2 separate regions of the Rattus norvegicus genome follow, and region 2 is linked to region 1. The links are chromatin contacts, called in public Hi-C maps. All regions are on one chromosome and are shown on one strand. The core of a region is the stretch at or near the end of the contact, and the rest is flanking DNA. Distances in the headings are between cores, read along the strand shown. Region 1 overlaps Zbtb20 (zinc finger and BTB domain containing 20). Region 2 overlaps Zbtb20 (zinc finger and BTB domain containing 20).

The links. A called contact is a pair of places that touch in the nucleus more often than the background predicts.
Region 2: a contact with region 1 is called in a Hi-C map of liver, with 5 times the contacts expected there. The contact joins two enhancer-like sites. A contact is called at or near these places in 2 of 12 Hi-C or Micro-C datasets (kidney and liver).

The regions. Positions count from the first base shown.
Region 1 is chr11:70,867,142-70,871,286 of GRCr8, reverse strand. All of the region lies in intron 5 of Zbtb20 (zinc finger and BTB domain containing 20), which reads left to right. Among named protein-coding and RNA genes, the nearest start is that of Mir568, 310 kb to the right of the region's middle. Within about 2 kb of position 2,221, at least 35 of the 93 cell types and tissues checked have an H3K27ac peak or open chromatin away from gene starts, as enhancers often do. A contact at or near this core is called in kidney and liver, where this site is marked.
Region 2 is chr11:71,025,688-71,029,832 of GRCr8, reverse strand. The region is part of intron 3 of Zbtb20 (zinc finger and BTB domain containing 20); the gene reads left to right. Among named protein-coding and RNA genes, the nearest start is that of Zbtb20, 270 kb to the left of the region's middle. Within about 2 kb of position 1,667, at least 7 of the 93 cell types and tissues checked have an H3K27ac peak or open chromatin away from gene starts, as enhancers often do. A contact at or near this core is called in kidney and liver, where this site is marked.

The DNA.
Region 1 (4,145 bases), core at 972-3,471:
TCACTAGCTTTCCTAATGCTGGAGACATAGCGTGTTCAAGTAAATTGGAGACAAAGCATAGCAGGGGCACTGAGCTCTTTTCTAGCGCCCTTCATACAGTGTACAATGTGATCATTCTCCTTAGCTCTAGGCCACAAACCAAGCAAGCATTTCACACAGACCCAGGCTGGGTTTCTTGGGAAGTTCTCCCTGTTGCTTTTCATAGTTTAGATAATCCACATGAACAATACTGATTAAATCAGTTGCCCGTGGGCAATGGCAAAAGCATAAATGGCTTTCAGGAAAGAGAGACCTAAAACCTTGTGTTTGTGCGCTCTCTCTCTCTCTCTCTCTCTCTCTCTCTCTCTCTCTCTCTCTCTCTCTCTCTCTGTGTGTGTGTGTGTGTGTGTGTGTGTGTGTGTGTGTGCGCGCGCGCGCGCGTGCTCCTCTCTCTCCCCCTCCCTCTTTCTCTCCTTTTCCCCCACCTCTCCTCCTATATATTATGTATTCTCATGTTTTTCCTCTAAGATTCTCTTGCAGTTAAGTTAAAAAGATCCCACCCTCCCTCTCCTCATTTCTCCCACCTCTCATCCTATATATGATATAGTCCTTGTTTTCTCTAAAATTGTCACCATCTAATGCAATTAGGTAGAGGATAGCACTGGAGTCACTCACTCTTTTCCTATTCAGGTTTGATTTTAAATTGTAGAGCTGTGTTGTTGTGCTCATTTAAACCTTTTTTTTTTTCTTTTGAAAAGGCTATTATCCAAAGGGTGGTGATACAGCAATATTATGGAAGGTCACTTGGCATTTTTTTCTTGAGTCTGCTTTTCTAAAGCCAGGCAATTACTCTATCATTTAATAAACCTTGCCTCAGAGTTCACTTGAAAGAAAGCTCATAAGATTTAAAGGGGAAAAAAAAAAATCCCTAAAAATAAAAGTTAGGCTAGGCTAGGCCAGGGTGGGAAATTCCATTGTGGCTAGGAGCCCATGGCAGGTAGAGTGGAATTTAATGAAGGAAACTGCTGTGTTTTTGTGTCTTTCTGTATGTTTTTCCTTTAAAACCAAGAGCTGGGCAGGCATCCCATTCGACCTGACTTGACCCAAGCAAATTGCTTCTTATATAAAAACAACTGCAGACTTTGAGAATGTGAAAATGCACTGTATCCTTCTCCAACTGAGAGAAACGAAAGCCTGAGAACCAGGACGGCTCTGTCAGTACTCGTGGAGCAGAGCTATCATTCAAACCTGATAACGGAGATTAGAACAGGCTCCTATGCCAGAGGGATACATACAAGTGGGGTTCTCTCTCTCTCTCTCTCTCTCTCTCTCTCTCTCTCTCTCTCTCTCTCTTTAGTAAGAACAGGCAGTAGATGGAAAACATGTTTATTAAAGACACGTTTTCTATATGAGAAGGTAGTAATGTGTACAAATCTTAAAGCTTTTGAGTGGAACTAGTATTTAAATTTTGTTTTAAACTAGCATTTAACAAGAAGACAAAGAGAAGTATTTCCCTTTTCCGCCAGTCTTAGGCAAGCACAGAAGAGGAGTTCAGGGTGTGTCCACTGATATTGCATTCAGATGTGTTGCCTTGGCTTGTGTACTGACAGATTTATTTAAAAAACAAAGTTTAAAAAATGCATTGTGTGCTCGTGAAGTCTCTTCATAAATCTTTTCCTTTATGAATTATTTTGATCACAAAGCTGCTTGTTTAAATCGCTGAAGGACTGTTCTCCATAAAAGAGAATGCCTTCATTTTCAAACCTTCAGTTCAGAAGCCAGCAACGTCCCCTGAACAGCATGCAGGGATCCAGAGGCTGGAGGAGAGGGGACCGCAGATGTCCAGACTCTGACATAAGTCATAATCCAGTTCAGAGTTGCTGCGGCTCACATGTTTTAAGTTTTGGACCGAGAGTCCATCCTTCAGTAATGGATGATTCAGTTTGAAATGGCGATTCTGTTTCAGGAAAAAAACAAACAAACAGGGAGCACAGCCTTTGATGCAGCTGGGCTGTCAGAGGGCGGAAGGTTGGAATTAGAGTACTCTTCAAGCTGTTGCTGAATAATGAAGGGTAGGGCTTCCTCGTTGGGCAGTTACCACAGTCCCCTGGGGGTTCAGAGGACAAATATTACCTAATGTGTACAAAGACTTTAAAAATTAAGTTGATTACAAGCTGGCTTAAGATTGGATAGAGCAGTAAGAACTAAGGTCCACCAGAAGGGTCAGAGAGTAAAGATCACTGCCAGTGCCACAGGATGCAGTGCACTCTCAGGACTTCTCACAGTTATCGGCTTAAATACCAATAGGAAGAAGTCCGTTTGTTAAAATGACTAGCCTTTGTAAAATCATAACAAAGAAAGAACCTTCTACATAGAACACGTACCTACATCTATGATGAGTGGACGATTGTTAGCTGTGAGTGGGGAAATTCCACCTAACTGAAACATGAAGTATGTCAAGATCTCATCTCATTGTCATTTGGTCACCATCCATCACCTGCAATATCGTTGAGAAATAAAAGCAAATAATTAACAATCGGTCTGTTACGGTGATTTGCTGGGTGATTGGCCTGGTATAGTAGGTGGTTTACAGGACCAAACTGGAAGAGATTAATTTGAAACAGAGTTCTAAAGGGCAAGAGAGATGGCCAGAATTGGACAGGGTGTTTCAGGTTCACTGATTCGAGAAATATTTTTGGCCATTCATTCCTTCAGTCTTTGATCTCCCTTTTGCTGCCTCTTAATAAAATGGCCAAGAATATGAAAAGAATCAACAGCAAGTTCTAACATGAGACCAGGGAAAGGATATTAACTGGAGATGTATCCCAGTAAAAATGGCGGTGAATGCCTTAAATGTCTTTCATCTCAGAATAGGTAGTTACAGCAAGTGCTTGGAAGTTGACTCTGGAGCCTGGAAATTTTCCCTCATACCTTGTATTTTTGGTCACTGTAAAATGGGATTATGATTAAAATTACTTAATTGTTTATTAACAAATACTTGCTTAGAATAAGGCTGAAAGATCGAGGATGGAGATACTCATTTTTGTACTGTGTGACCAACTTGTGTCACAAGCCACCAATCTCCCAAGCAAATAAGTTAGTTAAGGTAGTTTTTTTTTTATTTTTTTTTTAAGATTTATTTTTTATTTATCTGAGTATACTGTAGTTATCTTCAGACACACCAGAAGAGGGCAATCAGATCTCATTACAGATGGTTGTGAGCCACCATGTTGTTGCTGGGAATTGAACTCAGAACCTCTGGAAGAGCAGTCAGTGCTCTTAACTGCTGAGCCATCTCTGCTGAGCCATCTCTCCAGCCCTAAGGTAGTTTTCTTTACCTGTAAGCCTGTATAATTTCATTTGTGCATAGTTATTGGCTATATTTAGAAAGTAGGACACATAACATGTTCGTAACCACTGTAACTCGTTTTCTAATGTGATAACACTCTTTTCTCATAAGGAAGTAGCATTCTGTTAGGAGAGAAGCATCTGCAGACACTCCAATTCTAGTCTGTTTTCCAAACCAATATTTAAGGTCTATAAAGTGCTAGAGAAAAGTGGTGACAAGAATCTTACTGGAGACCAGGTTAAGAGATTGAGTTTTAAGTTGCAGTGAGACTAGCCACCTCCTCTCCGATTAAGGCTAAACTAGGCAACTCAGTAGGCGGAAAGGGTCCCAAAGGCAGGCAGCATCTTCAGAGACCGCTCCTCCTCCCACTGTTCAGAGTCCACATGAAGGTGCACAACTGTAACATGGGCCTAGGTCAGTCCCATGTAGGCTTCTTGGTTGGCCAGTCAGTCTCTGTGACCCTCTCTGAGCCCAGGTTAGTTGGTTCTATGGGTTTTCTTGTACTGTCCTTGATGCCCTCTGGCTCCTAAAATCCTTCCTCCCCTTCTTCCCCAGGATTCCCCGAGCTCCACCTAATGTTTGGCTGTGGGTCTCTGCATCTGTTTTCACCAACTGCATGGTAAAGCCTCTCCGAAAATAATTGGGCGAAGTACCAATCTATGAATATAGCAAAATCTCATTAGAAATCATTTTCAATCCTAGGTCTGATAGACCAAACTGGTTGATATCTGTGGGAGAACTGAATTTCTGAAGAGAAACAGAGGAGTGGAGGGAGCAGGACTTGGAAGAATAGAGGGAGGGAGGATATAGCTTGCTT
Region 2 (4,145 bases), core at 418-2,917, 160 kb before region 1:
TTTCTGTACTGAACCAAGGGAAGAGGCGTTGTATGAATATTTAACAGAACCTACTTCATGACAATTTTTAAAAGTATTTTATGAATTGTAGATAATCTGAGCCATGGGATATGATGTAATTCTGCATACCAGAGTTCATAGAAGGAAGATAACTCCTCAAACAGAATTGGATTAGGCTCCTGAGGAATATGTGTTGGGGCTTTTATAGCACTTTAACTTTATCCCACGTTTAATTGCGCATATTACTATTGTAGTACTGCAGTAAATGTAGCAGGAATGGAAATACAAAAGGAAGGATGCCTCCTAAAACAATTTGTCTTTACTGTAATGCACATTTTTCTCTAATGTTTTAGATTCAAATATGCCATTTTTGTTTCTCTTGAGAAGCAATTGCTAACCTCTATAATTTCAGAGAAAATTTATAATCTGTGTAATGCTACTTTCTCAATATACAAAATTAGAATTCCCACAGGAGAAGATTAGATCAAACAAAATCTATGAAATCACAAGTAATAATAAGTTACTTAAAAGTTGATAATATCAAGCCTATGGAATATAGTGCTACTTAATTCATTAATGTGTTAGTTTTAGAAACAATTAGTGTACAAATTGCTCATTTCTACACTACACAGAAATGGTGAGATGAAGAAGCAATTTAGTGATGTACAATAAAGCGAATTTGGCAAAATGAAACTGGTAGTAAAATTTACCTTATTGGAGGCTAGAAGATGTTTTAGTAGGTAATGTGCTGACCTCATAATCCTGAAAATCACCCTTGTAAGAAGCTGGATTTGGTGTGCATGTCTGCTTGATAATCAGAATTAGAAGGACGCCTGTATTCTGCAGGCCAGGCTAGTCAGCAGGCTTGAAAGTCAGTGTGAAACCTTCTCTCAAGTATAAAATGGAGAATGATTGAAGAAGAAATGGGACACATGTGCACGCATATACAAACATACACTCAAAACATGCATCTCATTGGAATGTTATCTTAAATTACAGTAGTGCCGATTATTATTGTACAATCAAATTATTATTGTCGCTTGTAATTTTTCTTATACATTTCTATATTTTCCATCGTTTTCTTTCATGATTCTTACTGATATTCATTACCTTTCTTCTTTGACAACTGTAAATACGCATATGAAACATTCTAGTTACCCGCACCCCACCCTGTTCTCTCACCACTGTCATTCTGTCCCCTTGCCTGTCTATTTCTCACATTCATAAAGTCTGGATTTCGTCTTATGAACCACTATGCTTAATGAGGCCCATCATCGTGGCTGTGGGTTTTGAACTATTCATCAGAGCCTTCTGAGCTTACTCTGAGTACACAAATGAAGTTAATGACTGCCTCTCCCTTAGTGAGTTAATAATTCACCATAGTCAGGTGTGGCCGAGTGAATCTCCCAGTCTGTGACAGACGAATGACAGGCCCATACCCAAGGCAGGCAACTAAAACTGCTCTGAGATCCTGATTGCAGTGGCTCTATCTTGTTCAGAAGGTAGCATTTCCTGTCCATTTTTCTATCTTGCAGCTCTTACATTCTTTCTTCCCATAACGTTCTGCTCATATCTTCCTACCATCCCTCTTCGGCAGTGCTTCCTGGATGTTAGAGCGGACAGTTTAAGTATCCTGTTTGTAGGGCTTGGCACTCAGTCATCGCTTGTGAGCACACGAGTCAGCAGACTCCACAGTTCCCTGCGAAGAGAAGCTGCTCTGGTGAGTCTAGGTGTAGCATGTCTCTGTGAAGAAATATGACTATCAAGAAAGAATTTTATTTTTGGTTGTGAGCCTAGCCTTTAACGGCTGAGCCATCTCTCCAGCCCAAGAAAGAATTTTAAAACCATGACTCTAACTAACTAAAGAGCTGTAGTAAGTTTCCATCTGGACCTAAATCTTTCTGTTACAGTGTTTTGACTGGGTTTACAGTACTTGGCACGAATGCCTTTTTTGTGGACAGACCTCAAGTCCAATCCATACAGCGATTAGGTATCACCATAACAGTCACTGTTGTACCAGTGGACAATTCTGCTGGGCAAATTCGATTTGGCATTGTTGTTTGCAAGATCACAGTTGGCTAGGACATTGGTGACTTTCACCCCAGGGCAGCCTAAATTTCACCTTTTGTCACTATGAAAGCTATCCAGAAAAGAAGCTTCCAGATCAGTTTCAGCTTGATTTCTCTATATCTTGTAATGAAGTATCTTCAGCAATAGAGTTGCTCCAGTTCTAGTGGACAATCAAAAGGAATGGTAAGATCCTGTATTTGGCAGGAAAAGATCCATGTTTAATGAGAAACTGTTGTCTCAAAAAAACATTGAGGTTAAGATCAAATCAGGCAGACCACAAATGCCAGCCTTCCACCCATGTACATGGTAGCACACCTGGACACACATGTGCACACATATATACCACATGTATACAAACATAAAAAACTCTTGTGTTTCTTATGTTACGTACATTAGGAAGCATTGGACTCTCACCATATACCTTGGAAAACATGCAGTACAAATACTAAGGCTAGGAAGAGATATAGACATGAGGCAATGCACTATTTTTGGAGTCAAGAGACTCAGATCATGCAGATATTCCACTCTGGTTCTTTAGCATGTATGTAGGAACTCTGTTGGAAGGACTGCAATTATTTCAGGAACTTTTCCATATATTCTGTATATATGGATCTTTTGCTGTCGTTAGATGATGATGAATAATAGGGGTATCTAAAATATAATTACTCTTTGTTACTGGTAAAAACAGTTATCACTTTGAGATTCAGTAATACACAGCAGAAGAAATATCTACCTGCTTTCCCTAAGTGACTAAGCACCGATGTTCCATTTTGGAGGACCCAAAATCCATTCAAGCGTTTGTCTCCATAACCTCCTAGTAGGAGGTGGAGGCTCAGAATTTCATTATAATAGTTTGATATTAGCTGAGTGAGAACCATAGCCCTCAAGGGGATAAGCTCCCGTCATGCTCCATTTTCCAGAATACTGATACTTTGAGCAGTGTGTGTGGAGTTTCAGAATTTGATTATGACTTACATTTCTCATTTTTCAAGTAGAAACAGTAATCCTTATAGGTACAAGTTCTTAGGAACGGTGAATAGATGATAGCTGCTGTGTCTTCATTAATCAAGGTTATTGAGTCTTGATTTCTCTGAGAGGTTCTAAGTGTGAAACACTAGTGTGACTCAGAAAAATCCAATTTCAGAGCTAAAATTGTACACATTTTGTATTTGTTCTACACACAGTTTTCCTACACTTCTTGGTCCTTTGAGTACAAGTTTTGAAGTTTTCTAGTAACACATTCTACATGTTTATTTCATCTTATGTGATATCAATTATTTTGTAATTTTATTCATATCATAAATATCCTATGTAAGTCTGTTCTTAAGGGAATTTTATTATGGATCTTCACTTAAAGAAATAGTCACCTGTACAATAAATATTTTTCTCCCTTCCATATATGATCTTCATAATTTATCTTATTTTAGTTCCTATGGAGTTTATACCCTTAATATAGTCTTTAAAAATATGCCTTGAGGGGTTGAGGATTTAGCTCAGTGATAGCGCGCTTGCCTAGAAAGTGCAAGACCCTGGGTTCGGTCCTCAGCCCGAAAAAAAGAAAAAAATACGCCTTGAGCGAACCCAGAAAATTATGCAACATGAAGTAAAGTTCATACATGCAAACCTTAATCAAAGTTAGTATTGAGACTTAAAAGAGATCTCGATGGAATGAATTTATATGATATGAAGTCTAGATTGTTTGTTATGCTCTCCAAAACTGATTAAAATAGTCCAGCTCAGTATAGCTGTAAATTCCTCAGCATTTCATGATGACTCACAATAATAACAGCCCTTCTCAGTTAATAGAATCTTTCAACTCTGCATGTATATGTGTATATGTGTATGTATACATGTGTATACAAATATGCATATATATGTAATGTCTTTGTCTTTTGACTTAGATCTTAATTTATTTTACTTATTTTTCCCTTTTATCAAAAGTAATTTTTGATACAATATATCTGGATTGCAGTTTCTTCTACTTTTCCCAGTTTTTCCCATCTTCTCTCCTATCTTGATTCACTCCCTTTCTGTCTCTTATTATAAAAGAACAAGCTTCCTGGATCATAGAGGGT